2 separate regions of the Xenopus laevis genome follow, and region 2 is linked to region 1. A link is a contact called in public Hi-C data. All regions are on one chromosome and are shown on one strand. Each heading gives the region's core, a stretch centred on a gene start, on an enhancer-like site or on the middle of the called end of the contact. The rest is flanking DNA. Distances are from core to core; before and after follow the strand shown. Region 1 overlaps vps13b.L (vacuolar protein sorting-associated protein 13B). Region 2 overlaps osr2.L (odd-skipped related transciption factor 2 L homeolog).

Region 1 (4,147 bases), core at 596-3,095:
TATATCACCAGATGAGTTTTAAAGTTTAAAGACAAATATACAGTGAAACCTCAATTTTACAATTTACTGATGTTGAGTTTTCCCGGATTTTTACACCATTTCCCAGTCCCCTGAAAACATTATTTGGAGGCTCTACTGTATTCTCTTTAACGGTAGATATTACTTAGATTAGGGGGCTAATTTATGATCATTCTATCCACAATTCCTGGAAAAAAAATACCGGCCTTTCTATATATTTATATTTTTTCCCTATTAATAACATTGGGATCAGCCATCATTTTTACTGGCCAGGCCAGTAAAATACCGGCCAGGTGGTAACCCTAAATTCATGTAAAACAAAGTTCATGAGTTCTTTAAATTACTTGCACTTTCAGGCATCAAATACTTGTTAGCCCCCAAATGTTTTTGTTTTCTTTTTCTAATAAAAATCTCTTTTTTCAAAACGTCCAACCACAGGAACAAACATCTTGTGTGAAAAAAAAATGCAAGTGAGTTAAAGCTCTCATTCCTAACTTCGTTTTACCCAAACCCGAGGCTCAAATGATCACAAATCAGCCCCGAAGGGCAGAGGGGAATAGTTTATAGAGCCTTTTCTATGCACCACTATATACTATATATACTATATATATCTATGGGCACTAACAAAATTGTTTAAAATCCTTATAAGGCAGAATATTTACAATTTACTGAGCAACAATCTTTTAACCAATTCCTGCATATGCGGTTTCAAAATCCATATCTGTGTGTAATTTAATGCCCCTGTAATGTGCACGTAGAATAAGCCACTGAGAGACAATGTGTCTGCATAGTTATTTCACTGAAGTAATAGGAGCAATAATATAACAATGAATCTGGGACTTTCTCATGTTATCTCTTGTGCGTTGGGCATAAAAATATCTGTCTACAAGAACATTAAGAAGGCCCTTACACACACACACACATGCTTTATATCAAGAAGCCTCTAAAACAGATAACTGTATTGGTATGTAATGGTATTTATCCAATGTTTATGCTAAACGGAATATATTAAAAATAAGGAAGAACAATATTCTCATGGTACAAGGGGCTTAAATCCATAAACAGGAGCACAAATGAAGTTGAAAGTAATAACTGAAATAATAAACAGAACAAGGATTTCAGACATGTTCATCCTATATGACATTATGCTGTAACATGTTTTGGGACTACTTTTTCAATTTACAATGAATTACTTTGTTACTATTAAAAATTGAAAATTAAGCATAGTTTATTCTATTTTGTCACCATCTGAAGTCAGTGCATAGGGAAAGGATCATTAATATATCATTAATTCCTACCTCCCTTATAGAAATAGCACAAACAATGGTGTATATAGCCTTAGCCTGATTTAAAAAGACTATGGGGTATATTTATCAGGCCAGTCCGGCCTGGTTTCCAGGTCCAGACAGAGCAGCAGCAGAGGAGCTGATCCGTATGGTGTGGCCCTAGCCTTAGCCTGATTTAAAAAGACAATGGGGTATATTTATCAAAGAGTGAAGTTAGAGATCACCACAGTCCACTAGAGTGAAATTCCGCCTCTCTCTCTATTCAATTCTATGGGATTTTTAAAGGCATATTTATCAAAGGGTGAACATTCACTTTCACCCATTGATACAGTAAATACTCCTTTAAAAATCCCATAGAAATGAATGGAGAGAGACGGTTTTTCATGCTAGCAGACTGTGGCGATCTCTAACTTCACTCTTTGACAAATATACCCCATAGTCTTTTTAAATCAGGCTAAGGCTAGGGCCACACCATATGGATTAGCTCCTCTGCTGCTGCTCTGCCTGGACCTGGAAACAATAACGCCACTCAGATGCAGGCAGACGCTGCAGAATGCGGCGCGGAAATACAAGATTTTGCATTTCGCTATGAAAGTTGCCGTTTCTACCTGCACAGAAGTAAGGCTAGGGCCGCACCATAATGATCTCAGCCAGCATGCTGCTGCTATGCCTTCACCCGAAAACATTAACTGCACTCAGGTGCAGGCAGATGCTGTAGAATGCGGCATGGAAATACAAGATTTTGCATTTCGCTGCTGCTTTTACCTGCACCTGAGCAGAGGGAAGGCTAGGGCCACATCATAAGGATCTCGGACAGCGGAGAAACACAGGCAGAGAATCCACTACTCAATGACAAAATTGATCTTCTTCAAATACTCGCAAAATTTCAGTTTTCATTATAACGCTCCAGCTGTGTTGAATTTTAATTGCCAAGGCGGGCTGGGAATTTTAGTTCATCAACAGCTGGAGGGCCTCCACTGGAATGTCCAGTAGAACATCCATGGTCTTTATTAGCTCTCAGCTTTAACACCCTCAGATTTAACAGTATGAGGGCTTCTTTTGTCTCGCTGGTAGAAGGACTAGTGTTACAGAGCTGGTTTGGCTAGGGAATTGATAACCTGATAGGACAGCACACACGCTGACTGTGCCAACTGCTGGTCATTCAATGCTTGACTGTTTGTTTTTGTTGCTGTTTCTGTGACCCCTGTCAGATTTCACTGCAGGAGCTGGGGCCGAGTCAGGAATCCTGCTTCTGCCAGAACACAAACAAACTTTTTTAAAAACCAACATTGAAATAACTAATTGGGGCTTCATTCTCTTGTTTTCCTTAAATCATTTCATGCATAAAGACTCCTGGGCTCCACATGAAACCCCAGGGGGGCTTTAATTAAATCCAAAGTAATAAAACAATTAGCACATATTTCACCTTCATCTGAACTTCAATTATTTCTTACCAGATAAGGTAAAGAAAGAAACTGATAGAAGAATGGACAGCTCTGTCTTTTACCTGGAAACATATATTTTAGAGATAAGCTAGATGGATAGATAGATGATAGGTCGATAGATAGATAGATAGATAGATAGATAGATAGATAGATAGATAGATAGATAGATAGATAGATAGATAGACTAATCTATCTATCATACTATCTATCTATACTGCCATGTAGTAATTCTCTGTATTTATTACTAATGAGCCTTATATTGTGACATTTCTATTCTATGAGTACTGTATATTGTGAGTGGGTCCCTAAGCTCAGTAAGTGACAGCAGCACTGAGCGTGTGCAGTGAATCAGCAGAAAAGAAGATGGGGAGCTACTGGGGCATCTTTGGAGACACAGATCTTTACTGCTAAAGGGCTGTGGTTGCCTTGGGCTGGTACAGAAGCACAAAACATAATGTACAACATTTCTAGCTACTTCTTTAGTTAAGCTTTAGTTCTCCTTTAAAGTTAACTTTCAGTATGTTATAGAATGCCCAATTCTATTGAAGTTTTCAATTGTTCTTCATTATTTATTCGGTTTTTAATTATTTGCCTTTTTCTTCTGACTCTAGCTTTCAAATGGTCGCTGACTCCATCTGAAAAACAAATGCTAGGCTACAAATGTATTATTAGTGCTAATTTCTATTACTTATTATTCTATTCAGGGGGTTTCCTCTTCATATGCATATTCCAGTCTCTCATTCAAACCAATGCATGGTTGCTAGGGTAATTTGGACCTTAGCAACCAAATTGCCGCAATTGCAAATTTGAGAGCTGCTGAATAAAAAGCTAAATAACTCAGATAATAAAAAATGAAAACCAATTGGTCTCAGAATATCCCACTCTACGTTCTACTAAAAGTTAATGCAAAGGTGAACAACCCCTTAATAATAACAACAACTTGTTGTAGCTGACATAGTAACAGACATATACAAGGGGCAAAAGTAGCAGATTTTATTATTTAGCGTACCCACATTTCAAAAGGAAACCTTTTGGTACACAGTGTTCTGAATTCAATGAATATATAGTACTTATTAAACAACCAGCAATGTTGCAGAGCTTAACTGTCCCTCGTCGTTGCTAAAAGAACATCAGTGACATCATCGTCTGTATAAGGATGACAAAAATGATCAGCAGATTTGCCGAAATCATGTGAAAAGCTCAGTCACAGCCGTAGGTGGCAGCATTCCCTTATTCTGGAGCCAAAAACCCCATGGCTATGTAAAGTCATTAACTTGACACAGCACTTAGGAGAATTCTGGTGGCAAACATTTTAAAAAATATTTACATACCCCCCTGAGTGTCCTGTTTACTTCTTTATTCAGACACTTGCATTTCCTAACACTTCCAAGCCCAGGT
Region 2 (3,901 bases), core at 437-2,936, 240 kb after region 1:
CAGCATTTATTGCTCAGTCCTGTCTGTAATTAACTGACTGCTTTAGAGTTCACTCAGCTTTCCTATTCACAACTAGTGATTTCCCAATAAGCCTCCAATACTATGTCCTGGGCCCAATGAATTCCATTTATGCTCCTCACTGTGACATTTTGTACAGTGTACACTCCATGCCACTAGCACACTGCCTATGTATTCATACACACTGTTATACAAACACACACATACAGTTATACAAACACACACACACAGTCATACAAACACACACACACAGTCATACAAACACACACACAGTCAAACAAACACACACACACACACACACACACAGTCATACAAACACACAGTCTTACAAACACACACACACACACAGTCATACAAACACACACAGCTAGACAAACACACACATACACAGTCATACAAACACACACAGTTATACAAACACACGCACACAGTCATACAAACACACACAGTCATACAAACACACAAACAGTTATACAGACACACACCCACAGTCATATAAACACACACAGTTATACAAACACACACACACACACACACACAGTTATACAAATACACACACAGTCATACAAACACACACACACAGTCATATAAACACACACACAGTCATACAAACACACACACACAGTTATACAAATACACACACAGTCATACAAACACACACACACACAGTCATATAAACACACACACAGTTATACAAACACACACACACAGTCATACAAACACAAACACACACAAAGCTGCCACCAAAAGCCACTTTTCCCCCTAAACAGATATAACATATGGGGGCTTTTATATTATTATTACTATGTATTTATGTTGAACAATACTAGATTCTAGTTTTTGGGGCTCTGGTGCTGCTGGGACCCCTAGTTTTGCACATACGATGCCCTTTCTTGCTAAAGTGTCAGGTTGGATTCTGGTTACTTTACACATATGCCAGTGTTTCCCAAACCAGATGGTAAGCTCTGTGGGCAAGGGGCCCAGGATATAGTCTGCATTTTTGCCCTCTTGCAAATGAAATATTCACATAGGAACCAAATGGCAAGAAAGGAGAGATAAAGTGCAACATTGCAAAACAGATTTTCGTTTTTATTGTTTACAATATAGTATTAAGGCTGTATCCTTCCAACATCTGTACCATTGTGCACAATAATAATAATAATAAAAAAAGTATAGCGCTATTTACATAGCTCTAAAATGAGCCGTTATCTGTACAGAGCACAACATCAGCCTTCGCTCTGGAGCAGGCCGGCTTTTGTATTACACTACAAGTCCCAGCATCCCCTGCCAGCAGATGATGGGAGCTGTAGTTCTGCTGGGCCATCCTTGCAGAGGTTCAGTCCATTCTAACAAGTCCTTGTGCTTTAGCAGTGGTCCCCCACCCTAGTACTTGGGGAATGTGGGGGGGGGGGAGAAGGAGGTGGGGCCCATCTCTAGAAGTCCTGTCTGGGGCTGTGGGTCAGACTGTGTCTCCTCAAATCGCAATTTCTCCGGAAAACTTTTCCGCACTGCTCACAACTGTAGGGCTTGATGTCTGTATGGGTAAGAAGGTGAGTTTTCAGATTACTTCTCTGATTAAAGGTTCTTCCACATGTGGGGCATTTGTGGGGTGATTCCTGTTCAGATTTGAAGCAAGCAAAGGATTAATCCTTTACACCGTCTCTCCTGCGTTATTTAATGTGACTACAACACCAAACAGGGCAACAGTCTAAGCATCACTTAACAGGGAGCGCCCCCTAGCAGCCAAAAGATCCGAGGAAGCCTCAGTTTAGCTGATGGAAACGTCGTACAGGTCACTTTCAGATGAAGCTGCTTAGACTATAATAATCCAGGGCCTGTTTTATAGGGTAGAAAGGATCAGAGGGGGGAATAGAAGATATTCTCTTGTGTAACACTTGGGGATCAGGACATAAGGGGTGTGTAAACTGTACAGCTCCTCTTTATGCTGTAATCTGAATACCATATAGGGATGCAGGGATTTGCAATTGAACAATTGCCACAGGTTTGACACCACTTACTGATATAAATACATATATAATGTATATTTGGGGGCCACATACGTCTCAAACTCTGGCTCTGAACACCCATAACAGGGTATAGATTTGAATTCACGTATTCTTTTCTATAGGGAGAACCTGCGGATACAGATGTGGAATCTTCCCTATGGAAAGCCCTGATGCAGAAGAATTATGGGGGAGCATTTAATCACTAGAGGTAAGTGATTCATTTAATTTCATATTGTCTAAGTCCTGAAGTGCGTCCCATCTGTACAGTGGCAGTCCTTTATTAGCACTTTATTAGCACTAGGGGCCACATTAATAGTGAGGTGCAAAACAACCTGTATGGGAGCACTTGGCGCATTAATATCAATTAGAGGCACCGGGTTATTTATCAACACTGGGCAAATTTGCTTATGGGCAGTAACCCATGGCAACCAATCAGATTGCTGCATAAATTGCTCCACTTGCAGCTGGTTTCAAAAAGCTAATCACTGATTGGTTGCTATAGGTAACTGCCCACAGGCAAATTTGCCCAGTGTTGATAAATGAGCCCCTACAATATTTTCTTACTACACACATCTATAAAAGTTCTCGGTCTTTCCCCAACAGGATTTAGTCTTACTATACACACTGTCTCACACTTACGTACACCATTTTACTATCCTATATCTTGCCTTACTATACACACTAGTACTATACAATACTTACTATACACACTAGTACTATACAGTACTTATTATACACACTAGTAATATACAATACTTACAAAACACACTAGTACTATTCAATACTTACTATACACACTAGTACTATATAATACTTACTATACACACTAGTACTATACAATACTTACTATACACACTAGTACTATACAATACTTACTATACACACTGGTACTATACAATACTTACTATACACACTAGTACTATACAATATTACTATACACACTAGTACTATACAATACTTACTATACACACTAGTACTATACAATACTTACTATACACACTAGTACTATTCAATACTTACTATACACACTAGTACTATACAATACTTACTATACACACTAGTACTATACAATACTTACTATACACACTAGTACTATACAATACTTTATATACACACTAGTACTATACAATACTTACTATAGACACTAGTACTATATAATACTTACTATACACACTAGTACTATTCAATACTTACTATACACACTAGTACTATACAATACTTACTATACACACTAGTACTATACAATACTTTCTATACACACTAGTACTATACAATACTTACTATACACACTAGTACTATACAATACTTACTATACACACTAGTACTATACAATACTTACTATACACACTAGTACTATACAATACTTACTATACACACTAGTACTATACAATACTTACTATACACACTAGCCCTCAGTTACAGGCCCTTCTTCTGACACATCATCTCTTACCATACACACACATATATATAGATATATATATATAGGAGATAAGTCTGCAGGGTGGAACGGTTTTGGGTTCACGGCACCTAGTTGCACCCCCTGAAGTCAGTTCTGAATATGACCATCTGAAGTATTACAGCTGCAAAACATGTCCTTTGGGGGCTTCAGCCTATGACTGTTGTCCAACTACAACTCCCATCACCCCCAGTTACTGCTAGAGAGCATCAGGCCGAGGCCCCTTGGAAGAGAGATGGAAGTAGAAGAAGAAGGGGAAGTCCGTCTCACCTGCATGTGTAAGGTTTTATGCACGGCCAGAGTTCTGGACTGACAGAATCCTTTGCCACACTCCTGACATTTGAATGGTTTCTCTTTGGAATGAATGTATCTGCAAATCAATAACAAGGTTCAAACACTGTGAGCAAACACTGGGCCACAT

What was found. Hi-C and Micro-C count contacts between places; a contact is called where the count stands out from the background.
Region 2: a contact with region 1 is called in a Hi-C map of the XL177 cell line, with 3 times the contacts expected there. The contact joins two enhancer-like sites. A contact is called at or near these places in 2 of 4 Hi-C or Micro-C datasets (the XL177 cell line and the XTC cell line).

What each region holds. Positions count from the first base shown.
Region 1 is chr6L:138,875,361-138,879,507 of Xenopus_laevis_v10.1, forward strand. The region is part of intron 19 of vps13b.L (vacuolar protein sorting-associated protein 13B); the gene reads right to left. Among protein-coding and RNA genes, the nearest start is that of vps13b.L, 190 kb to the right of the region's middle. Within about 2 kb of position 1,846, at least 1 of the 7 cell types and tissues checked has an H3K27ac peak or open chromatin away from gene starts, as enhancers often do.
Region 2 is chr6L:139,119,600-139,123,500 of Xenopus_laevis_v10.1, forward strand. It overlaps osr2.L (odd-skipped related transciption factor 2 L homeolog), which reads right to left. Exons shown (of 4, transcript NM_001096884.1): 3 at 3,751-3,850; 4 at 1,087-1,552. The coding sequence ends at 1,493. Among protein-coding and RNA genes, the nearest start is that of osr2.L, 8.8 kb to the right of the region's middle. Within about 2 kb of position 1,687, at least 1 of the 7 cell types and tissues checked has an H3K27ac peak or open chromatin away from gene starts, as enhancers often do.